Regions from separate parts of the Zea mays genome. Here region 1 is linked to region 2. The links are chromatin contacts, called in public Hi-C maps. All regions are on one chromosome and are shown on one strand. The core of a region is the stretch at or near the end of the contact, and the rest is flanking DNA. Distances in the headings are between cores, read along the strand shown. Region 1 holds the start of LOC100192497. Region 2 holds the start of LOC100283326 (splicing factor, arginine/serine-rich 7).

Region 1 (4,975 bases), core at 754-3,253, 170 kb before region 2:
TATGTGTTCAACTCCAAGAAAACACAAACAACCGCACGGCAAATCTAACCCAGATACTTAAAATCCAACTCATCATTACCAGCTGCACTACTACAATAAAAATACCATTAACTGCAGATGTCAAGACAATATGGGAAGCTGAAATTAAGCTGAACCTAGTCTTTGACGCAAAATTGAGGTGTGGAATCAACTGAACCCATGGTAAAACTTGTGCTATCGGCGATCTTACAAGCTTTCAACGATTGAATTCATGAACTAATAATACTCGATGCTAACAATAACAGATACGACTATTTGAATTATTTATAGTTATAGTAAAGCATGTTTACCTACCATGGCAGGTTCTTGCTATCTCTAGACTGGTCCAACTTCACCAGCTCCCCAGAAAAATAATAGAATGTTTTTTATGGAAGCATCACAGGGATATTTATGGTTCAATGAATGGGTTGATGATGGAGTGGAAATGATTGGTATCTATAAATGTAGAAACCCAGTCGGTTTACTTTTTAAATGGCATTACCAAAGGTTATATTATCCGTCTTGAGAAACTTGATCTTTCATTTATGAATAAGTTGGTGATGTGTCGATATAAAAGAATATGTTGGTATTGAATGGTTATATAGGGATTCCAATTACAAATTACCAGCTTATAACGAGGAAAAAGGGGTTATGCTCGATGAGTACCTAATAAACATGACAAAGAGATTAAATTGTACAGGACATTCATTAAGGTTGGGGTTTATCTGCAATACGGGCACATAATTTGGAAGTGATCCCTTACTCTTTTATAAAGAGCAGACATACTCATGTGGTTTAAGGAAGGAGATTCCTTATTCTTTTATAAAAAAACAAATTTCCCCAACTGAAGCTAAATCTTGATAAACAAAACAAATTTTAAGAAAACAATTTACAAGAATGCCTAAGCATCTAAACCCAACGTAGCTATATGGGTAGATTAATCAGGACCCAGGTGGCCACGTGCGAAACTCGACTCTTTATATGTAAACAGTTAAAAGCAAAGTGACACCTGCATTGATCGGTCAGGTGTGACTCAGAGCCAAGCAAGCAAAGAGTTGTGGATCCACTACTAGCAGAAACACTTGAGTGATGTGAACTATGGAGCTAGTCAAAATTCAAGTCCCATTTATGGAGATTCAGACATTTTAGAGAGGTTTAGACGGAAAAACAGAGTAGATCGGCCAGGGCATGGGGAATACTAGCGCAGCGCAGCGTTCATGCCATCTCTTGATCCAGCTATATGAAGAACGAGCAAAGCAGATAGATAGCTAGTACGTAGAATCAACAATCCAAAGCAGTCAACTACTACCAAGTAAACAACCCCAATAATGGGGTTCTTGTTATGCATCAGGAGAACAAGACAAACCTAGGACTAGGGAGGAGTGGAGGACCAGAACCAACAACCCGATGAAAAACACACCTGCCATAATTCGCATTAACCGATCGAACGCACTCCAAGATCGAACCTTTTCCACGCGAGAAGGGATCCCGTAGGGAAGGGGGAGAACAGATTCAAAGGCCGGACGCACCTTCATCCCCCGCTCGATGAACTTGACGGCGAAGAGCTCCTTGGTCCTGACGTCCCGGACCAGCTTGGCCACCCCGAAGTTGCCCGATCCTATGTCCTTGATCACCTCGTACCTCTCCATCGCCGCCTTCCTCACAGGCTTGTTTCCTTGCCCTCTCCTCACAGCTCGTCGTCGGCACTGGTCTGAGGTCTGAACGCACCGTCAGGACCAGGAAGTAGCAGGCTCGCTGCTAGCAGCTCCACCACCAGTCTCAGTCAAATACTGAGCTGCAGGGCCGGCGAGTGGAGTGGACTGTGGTGGGAGGAAGCAACGGAGCAAGGCGGAAGGAAGCGGGGCGGTGGGGGCAGGGCAGGGGAGAGGGGATGGTGGAGCCGTGGAGGAAGGTGAGGGAGTGCGCTGTGGAAGGGGCCAGCTTTTGATAGGGCCGGCCGGGTCGAAGTGGGAGGATAGAGACGTAGCCATGTAGACATACTCCAGTGTATGGGTATACCGTCATCCGCCGCCGTGGACCGTGCTGATGGTGGTGCAGTCGTGTGGCGGTGTGGGCTCTCTCGCTCCGGAAGTGGTCGCCGCTGGTAATGGACAAAAGAAAATGGAGATTATCACCGGGAAGAAAAGAGAAGAAGAAACTGGAATTTTTGAACCGGTTTGGTGGCCGCTCCCTTCCATCGCTTCTCCAGTCTTTTCCTCGTTGATTAACGATGATGATTGAGGTTTCGTGCTTTCACACAATGAAGAGCAGTGTCAGTGCATGACATGACACCTGCTGCTTACTGCTGGTCTGCTGCTGAACCTGAGGTTCAGCTTGGAAATACCACGAGGAACTCGGAATTGCCGAATCGTGTGGGCCATGGCAAAAATCTGGGAACTATCCCTCTTGGTTCTCCGGTCAGCCTCCTACTAGACATGGAATCCTCCGTTTTCTGCAGTTTGGTGATTCGTCGCCTAATCGACTCAGCTTTAGACTGAGTTCAACGGTTCACTCTACATTTTTACTTTTATATCACACTTATGTATCACGTCAGTGATCTCTCTTTTTATAGTTTTATCCTCCATATCAGTTCACTCTAACAAATATCATTTCCTATAAATATCATTTCTCGTACTTATTCATCATTCATTACCATTTTTTCCATAACTAACAGACACGTGTGTACTAAAATCTAGGCAAGGGGTGTCAGCTGCCACCCCCACATCTAGGCGAGTGTTATAGCATCCGTTAGACTGTTCGCAGCAGTGACCTCTAAATTTTCCCCCCTATATCACTTTTCTGCGTCACATCATTAACATTTCATCCCTTACCTTTTTTATCTCCCACAACGGTTACCCTATATTATCCCCTATACCCTACTACAACTATAAAATATTATTATCTAATCATATTCATCTTTATTACTATTTTTCAACTATTAAATAGGAAAGCACTGTGCAAGGGGTGCTACAGTGTTCCCCTTGATCTAGGGGAGCGGCGCGGCCTCCCTTGCGCTGCAACGCGTAGGGGGGCATTTGTAGGCCGCCGCTGCGCGCGTAGAGACCCCTACACATATAAAGTGCAAGGGGAGGGGGCACGGCGCGACATGCGCTGCGGACAGCCTTAGCACTGTGGCGGTAGAGGTGGATTTAGAGTGTGACGTTGTAGCTGCTATATAGGGAAGGGGTAGGGGAGAGGGGACAGCTGAAGATAGTCTTAGGTTGTGTTTGGTTTAGCCGGTTTGGTCTATTCCGGCCCTAGCTCCATGTGGAATAAATCAGTCTAGGTTAGAAACTGGTCTAGTATGCTGACCCTATTTGGACAGCTGCTGTTTGTTGAAAAAACAGCTTATGTGAGAAGCTGATGACAAGCAGTTATTGACTGTTTTAGTCCATTCTGAAAAGCAGCTAAACTGATAAGTTATTGTAAAAGTATTATGTTTGGCATACTTCTGCTTAAATACGTGAAGAAGTTAAAATTAAGTTGTGCCAAACAGGGTTGTTAGAGGTGTTCGTTTTAAGTTGCCGAAAATAATCCCACCTGATTTCAACTCCCTTCCTTCAATTCTCGGACGAGTCTGTGGTTTGTCTCCTCGATTGGTTCCTGATCGGAAAATAGGCTGATGACCAAGAACGAGTAACAATCTATGTTCCACTCGATCCCGGTTGACTTGGTTACTGGTCTGGCTTAAATATCGACCTATAAAACACGGCCTTAGCAGGTCCTCTAAAGCATCATCTACTAGATATTTCATCTAAACTTTGAAGAAGATTATATCCCTTTACGTCTCATGCAACGTCCTCTAAACAATACTCTAAATATAAAAGACGCTGCTAGATCCTCTATATATATACAGGGTTTATATTTCATCTCCTCTATCTATTTTAATATTTAAAACACCAGATTTAGCAAAAGTAAAATATGTACAATATATTTAAGAGCACAACAAATATGTACGTACAAAAATTAAAAGTAAAATATGTCTCTATTATAGATATTTAGATATAGAGAACGAAATATAAAGAACACTGTTGAAGAAGATACGGAGAAGACAGCTAATCCGCGACAAAAAAGAGTTGTTGTCCGAGCTGATCACTGAAAACGCTGTGCGCGGAGGTAGATGTCTCCGTCTGATAGGTTTATGTCGCATTTTTTCTCACCACAAACCTGCGAGCTAGGCCATGAATGAATCCTCCTGACATGTTCACCCAACCCTTCTCAGGAAAATATTGTCAAAGATACTCTTCTCTCTGTCTAAACTTTTTTTTTGTCGAGAAATAAGGAATAAAAAACTGAAGAGCCTGTGGACCAAATCGGGCCAGATCCGGTGAACATAAAGAATTTTGGAATGTCCATATGGCATCACCCGAGCCATAAAGGGAAAGATGGAGGTAACCGCGCCCTCACGTATGAGCAGGAAAAAGATTCGCTCTGCTGAGGTGGTATGGCGCCAACGCCACAACCCTGCTATTTTAAGGTCTGTGGTTGGTTGGTTGGTTGGTTGGGAATTGGGATTCTACACCAGGATGGTGCCCAAGTGTAGAACAAATCAGCTTTTAGTAGGTAGTTCGAACTTCGAACTGATTCAGTTCAAATAATGTAGGTCTCAAACCTGAAAATCTACACAAGGTGGCCCATCAAATTTGAAAACATACACAGTGTACTTTAGCAAATATCGTATTGAAGTTTTAGAGCTCAAAACAAACTGAAGTGCTTTAAAGTTTAGAAGAAGTGGATCGAATCGGAATCTAATAGATTAACTAATAACATGTTCAGTACATTGCTCACCGGGAAATGGAACTGCAGGAATTCCAACAGCATGGCGGGCTTCTTTACTTTCTGACGGAGCGTTCCATTAAAAATTAAAATTACCAGGACTGGAAACTTCCGGCTGAGCCTGTTCCGAAGGAGAAGCTTCTGGACAGGCATTGCTGGAACTTTTATCCTCATCGGCGGA
Region 2 (4,959 bases), core at 685-3,184:
ATGGGACCCACACGTACTTGACTGGACCTTTTTATTTAGTCTAGCGTATGGAGCGACGTGTTGACACGACAGCGACCTTCGGCTGCAGGGGATGGCGAGGCCGTCGGCTGTCGAGGCATGGCGGACACGACGGCCTGGCCAGACAGCACGAGTGAGCCGACATCAGCGGCCACCACCGCGAGAGAGGCTCGACAACCGCATGAGAGCACGACACGAGTATGGGCCTTGGGCAGCAGCTACTGCAGACATGACCGGACTACATTTTTCTTTATGGAGAACAAGAGAACTTGTGTGGTTTGCGTTCACGTGCAGGCAACGAATCGCAACCCGCATCGTCGACGTGGCCTATTGAGAGAGGACCCGGCGTTCAACGCCCTAAACGGAAGCACGCGTCCATGACCGTCGATGCGACACCGACACAACATCCCCATGATTTTTTGGAACCACACCGTCACTAAAACTTGTTCCGATGTTTACTCTATCCTCGTGTGACTCTTATCAAACATCTATACTATACTTAAAGCATCAGTTTCAACGGTCGTCATGCGTCATTTTTTTTACAAATAACCCCTCACAGCTATTTCAAATTAATCTGCTGCACGTCTATAAATGCCAACGCCCGACACGGGCTAGATGCAGGCGGGACACAACTATGGCACAAACACGTCATGCCGGCCTGCTAACTATGTCGGGCCAGCCCGTTAGCCCGTCGATCCATTTAATTAAATCAGTGTAACAACGCCCGACACGGGCTAGATGCATGCGGGCCACAACTATGGTACATGCACGTCATGCCGGCCTGCTAACTATGTCGGGCCAGCCCGTTAGCCCGTCGATCCATTTAATTAAATCAGCGTAACGATGTCCGACACGAGCTAGATGCACGCGGGCCACAACTATGGCACATGCACGTCATGTCGGCCTACTAACTGTGTCGGGCCAGCCCATTAGCCCGTTGATCCATTTAATTAAATCAACGTAAATTGTTAAAAAACGATGCAGGAGGTGGGTTTCGAACTCATGCCCTGATGAAAGGACGGGAGACACTGGATGAAACTGTCTAACCAGTAGAACATCACGCTAAGATGTTTTTAATATTGGATATAAATTGTATATAGGTATATACGTTTTTTTGTAAAATAAAAAAATAATCGTGTCGCGCCGGGCCAGCACTACGGGTCGAGGCTACAGCCCAAGCACGACACGACGTTCTTGGCTCTTGCAAGCATTAGGTCGTTTCTGAGACCATATTGGCGCAATGTACTACATGGTGTTTGAGGTTACTGAATTGGATGGAGCAGCAATGATTTGTCACACTAACAGCAAAATGAAAGGTTATTTGTTGGTTTTAAACGTTACTAAATTGCTACGAAGTAGCATAATTTATATGGAGCGCATCCAGTTTTTATTGATGCCTGACTTTAGCAACCACTCTATAATTTGATATATCTTTTTTTATAAGTTTGACTTCATGGGACTTATTTTAGAAACTTGATCGCACAAACTTTCCCTTATTTGGTCTCTGTATGATGGAATTATGTCATTTTATAATATATGTTCATCCAGTCAATCGTTGTGAACTCTCTTCTAATCACTCACTTCATTGATCGTGTTGTACCAAGACATATTTGCATGGAGTAAACAATAACATCAGTTAGCCATATCAAAAATATATTATACAGAGAGCGGAGATAATCAATAAGAAATCTTGAATTTTTTTGATGGATAGTTTACGTGGGTATTGTTGTAAGCCGTCGTAACGCACGGGCAACTGACTAGTTATAGAAAATATGACCGTCTGTTTTATCCCTCCTTGTATGCTATGTTATAACTCCGCGAGGATTAGGAGCAGGCCCATGCCCATTCATTTTGCCGGCCCAACACGATTACTACCGTTAGGACTGGAGCAAATAACATGGAATGGTAGTGGGGTGGTTTCGGATCGGGACTCCACAGCTTTTGGCGGCGTATTCTAGTATACACCAAAAAAGAGAAAAAGAAAAGCACCGAAAAACTAGCAAACCCTACCTCCTCTCCTCCCCCTCCTCGGCGGCGGAATGTCCGACCGCCGCCGCGACAAGGAGAAGCCCCGCGACCGCGACATCGACCGTCATCGCGACCGAGACCGCGACATCGACCGTCATCGCGACCGAGACCGCGACCGGGACCGGGACAGGGACAGAGATCGCGAGCGAGACCACCGCCGCGAGCGCGAGCGGAAGCGCTCCCGCTCCCGGTCCCCGTCGGCGGATCGGGACCGCTCCCACCGCCGCCACTCTCATTCGCACCGAGGCCGTCCTTCCCCCTCTCCCGACGCCGGCCGCCACAAGCGCCGCCGCGAGGCGTCCCCTGCCTCCGCGGACCATCACCATAAGGAGGAAAAGAAGGCTGCCGACTCTCACGCGACACCCGGCGGAGGGGACATCGCGGCCGCGGCCGCTGCGGTGGGTGACGGCGACGTGAATGCGGAGGAACTGGAGATGATGAAGATGATGGGCATTCCCGTCGGTTTCGACTCCACCAAGGGGAAGCACGTGCCCGACGCCGACGTCAGCGGGGTGCGTGCCGTCACCAAGCGCCAGCCGCGCCAGTACATGAACCGCCGCGGCGGATTCAACCGCCCTCTGCCGCCTGAGCGCAACCGCTAAGGATGGGAAAAGGTCTGAATCTCTCCCTATCTCTATGTTGATAGCTAAGAACTCAAGCTTATTTAGGTTAACATTTCATTGGATAGTTGTTGCAACTCTGTATGGGTTAACAAAGAATAAAGTGATGACCGGATATGGGTTATCATAGCAGTACAATCCATACATAAACATAGAAAATCTATCTGTTCAAATGACAACAACACAAGCAAGAAGCACTTAGCCATACTTATAGATTATGAAAAAAAATATCCACACTTGGTCAGGTTAATAGGACTCAAATTTAAAAATCCAGAAGAAGTCATTTTTATAAATCGTCATCCATACTTTCATGTTAAGTGACAATGTGACAAATCAACATTAATAATCATACAGAAGCGTTAGAGCTTACTAATACTGACCTTGATCATACAGAAGACATGTTGAGCTCAGCAAACACATAATTAGCTAGAACTGCACATACTAAGAGGCCAACAACAAAAGCATTAGAGCTTATCTCCTACAATATGTCTAATCATCAATACTTTAGATCTTCACTTCTAGCTGGTACGAATGGTTCAGCAATAGCCAATAGGCACACTGTCTTTTACATCTTTGGTCTCTAGTCTCTACTGTTTTAAATAAAAGATATTAGAAATCCTATAGAAACAACAAAGTACAATTTTGCAGTAGAGACATGCATGCTTATTAAAACGACGTTTAAACATCGTTTAAACTATAAAACGCTGGAAGAAACCGAAACGGTGAAACGTTTTACGATTCTTCGTAAAACGTCGTTTAACGACGTTTAAACGTCACGTTTTGGCGTTTAAACGTTGTACAGCGTGAAACGCCACGTTTCGAGCGTTTAACGGCGGCCCAACCCAATTTCACCAGAGCCGCGCTCAAGTCCAGGCCGTTGCTCCGCTCCTGGCCGCGACACTCCAGGTCGTCGCTCTGCTCCAGCCGCCGTTCTGCTCCAGGCCGCCGCTCCTCCCCCGTGCAGCCTCCTCCAGGCCGCCGCTCCAAGCCGCCGCCGCTCCTCCGCCGCTCCAGGCCGCCGCTCAGCCGCGCCAGGCCGCCGCTCAGCCGCCAGCAGCTCCAGGCCGCACTCCAGGCCGCTCCCGCTGTCTGCTGGCCACTACAGAGACAGCCCTGCCTCTAGCTTTGCTTTACTGGTGACTGGTGAGTAATGGCAGAGACCGTCCTCTAGCTGTTCAGCCTGATTAATCCAAATCTACCATCTTAATTTGCTGAAGGAAGAAGGATTGAGGTGAGGTGCTGTCATCTGAACATATGCATTCCATTATTGCAGAATAGATTGGAGGAGAAATGACTGATTTTAGCACGGAAGCATCTGCAGCTGGCTCTCAAATACGAAGTGATGGATATGATCCACTGAAAGATCCAAAAAGGAAACCCAAATTTGATGATCCAGGCTGGAAGTATGCCTATTATGTAGAGCCTGGCAAGCGAGAGTTGATCCAATGCGCCCTTTGCCCGAGGCAAATGAAAGGAGGAATTCTGAGGGTGAAGAAACATCTTGTGGGCGGATACAAAGATATCCTCAAGTGTCCCAATACCACAACTGCAATTGCTAGAGAGTTAAAGGCGGCTTTGGATGAAGGAAAAAAGGATAGACCAAAGGGACAATACTTTGATGAAGTTGAATCACATGAGAATGAAGATGATGATGTTGTGGAAGTAATTGGGTCATCATCAAGAGGAGGCAGCAGCACTGGAACAACCGACAAAAGAAAGGAATTATCAAGCAAGGCATCAACCGTTGGGGCAACAAAAAAGCCCATTACAAGTTTGCTCCGACGTACACCCCAAGAGGTTGTCGCGGAAAGGTATGCCAAGGGGACAACTCAGAGAACCATCAATGCTGCAATGAAGCCCAAAGAAGAAAGAGAAGCTGTTTGTATGGAGATAGCCAAGTTTTTCTATGATTGTGGCATACCCTTCAATGCTGCCAACTCAAGACAATTTGAGGTAGCTGTAGAGGCCATTGCACAGTATGGTACGGGGTTCAAACCCCCTAGTTTCCATGAGCTACGAGAACCTTTGCTCGCGAAGGCTGTCAAAGAGATATACAGTGAGAAGAAGCATGAGGATGCATGGAGTCAATATGGTTGCACCCTCATGTCAGATGGATGGACAGACAGGAGGGGTCGACATTTGATCAACTTCCTAGTTAACAGCCCTAAAGGTACATTCTTTTTAGAATCAGTGGATGCATCGAGTGAGTCTCATGATGCGTTGATGCTTGCAGAGCTACTAGATAAGAGAATTGAGCAAATTGGCAGGGATAAGGTCATACATGTTGTAACTG

Evidence for each region. Hi-C and Micro-C count contacts between places; a contact is called where the count stands out from the background.
Region 1: a Hi-C map of leaf shows a contact between it and region 2, with 8 times the contacts expected there. The contact joins the promoter of LOC100192497 here to the promoter of LOC100283326 in region 2. A contact is called at or near these places in 10 of 25 Hi-C or Micro-C datasets (bundle sheath, ear, endosperm and 2 more) and 2 of 3 datasets of contacts at active chromatin or transcription factors (leaf and seedling).

What each region holds. Positions count from the first base shown.
Region 1 is chr7:175,478,835-175,483,809 of Zm-B73-REFERENCE-NAM-5.0, reverse strand. It overlaps LOC100192497, which reads right to left and starts at 2,003. Exons shown (of 9, transcript NM_001155771.2): 1 at 1,548-2,003. The coding sequence starts at 1,667.
Region 2 is chr7:175,307,379-175,312,337 of Zm-B73-REFERENCE-NAM-5.0, reverse strand. LOC100283326 (splicing factor, arginine/serine-rich 7) reads left to right here and starts at 1,934. Exons shown (of 4, transcript NM_001361260.1): 1 at 1,934-2,660. The coding sequence starts at 2,058. The coding sequence ends at 2,648.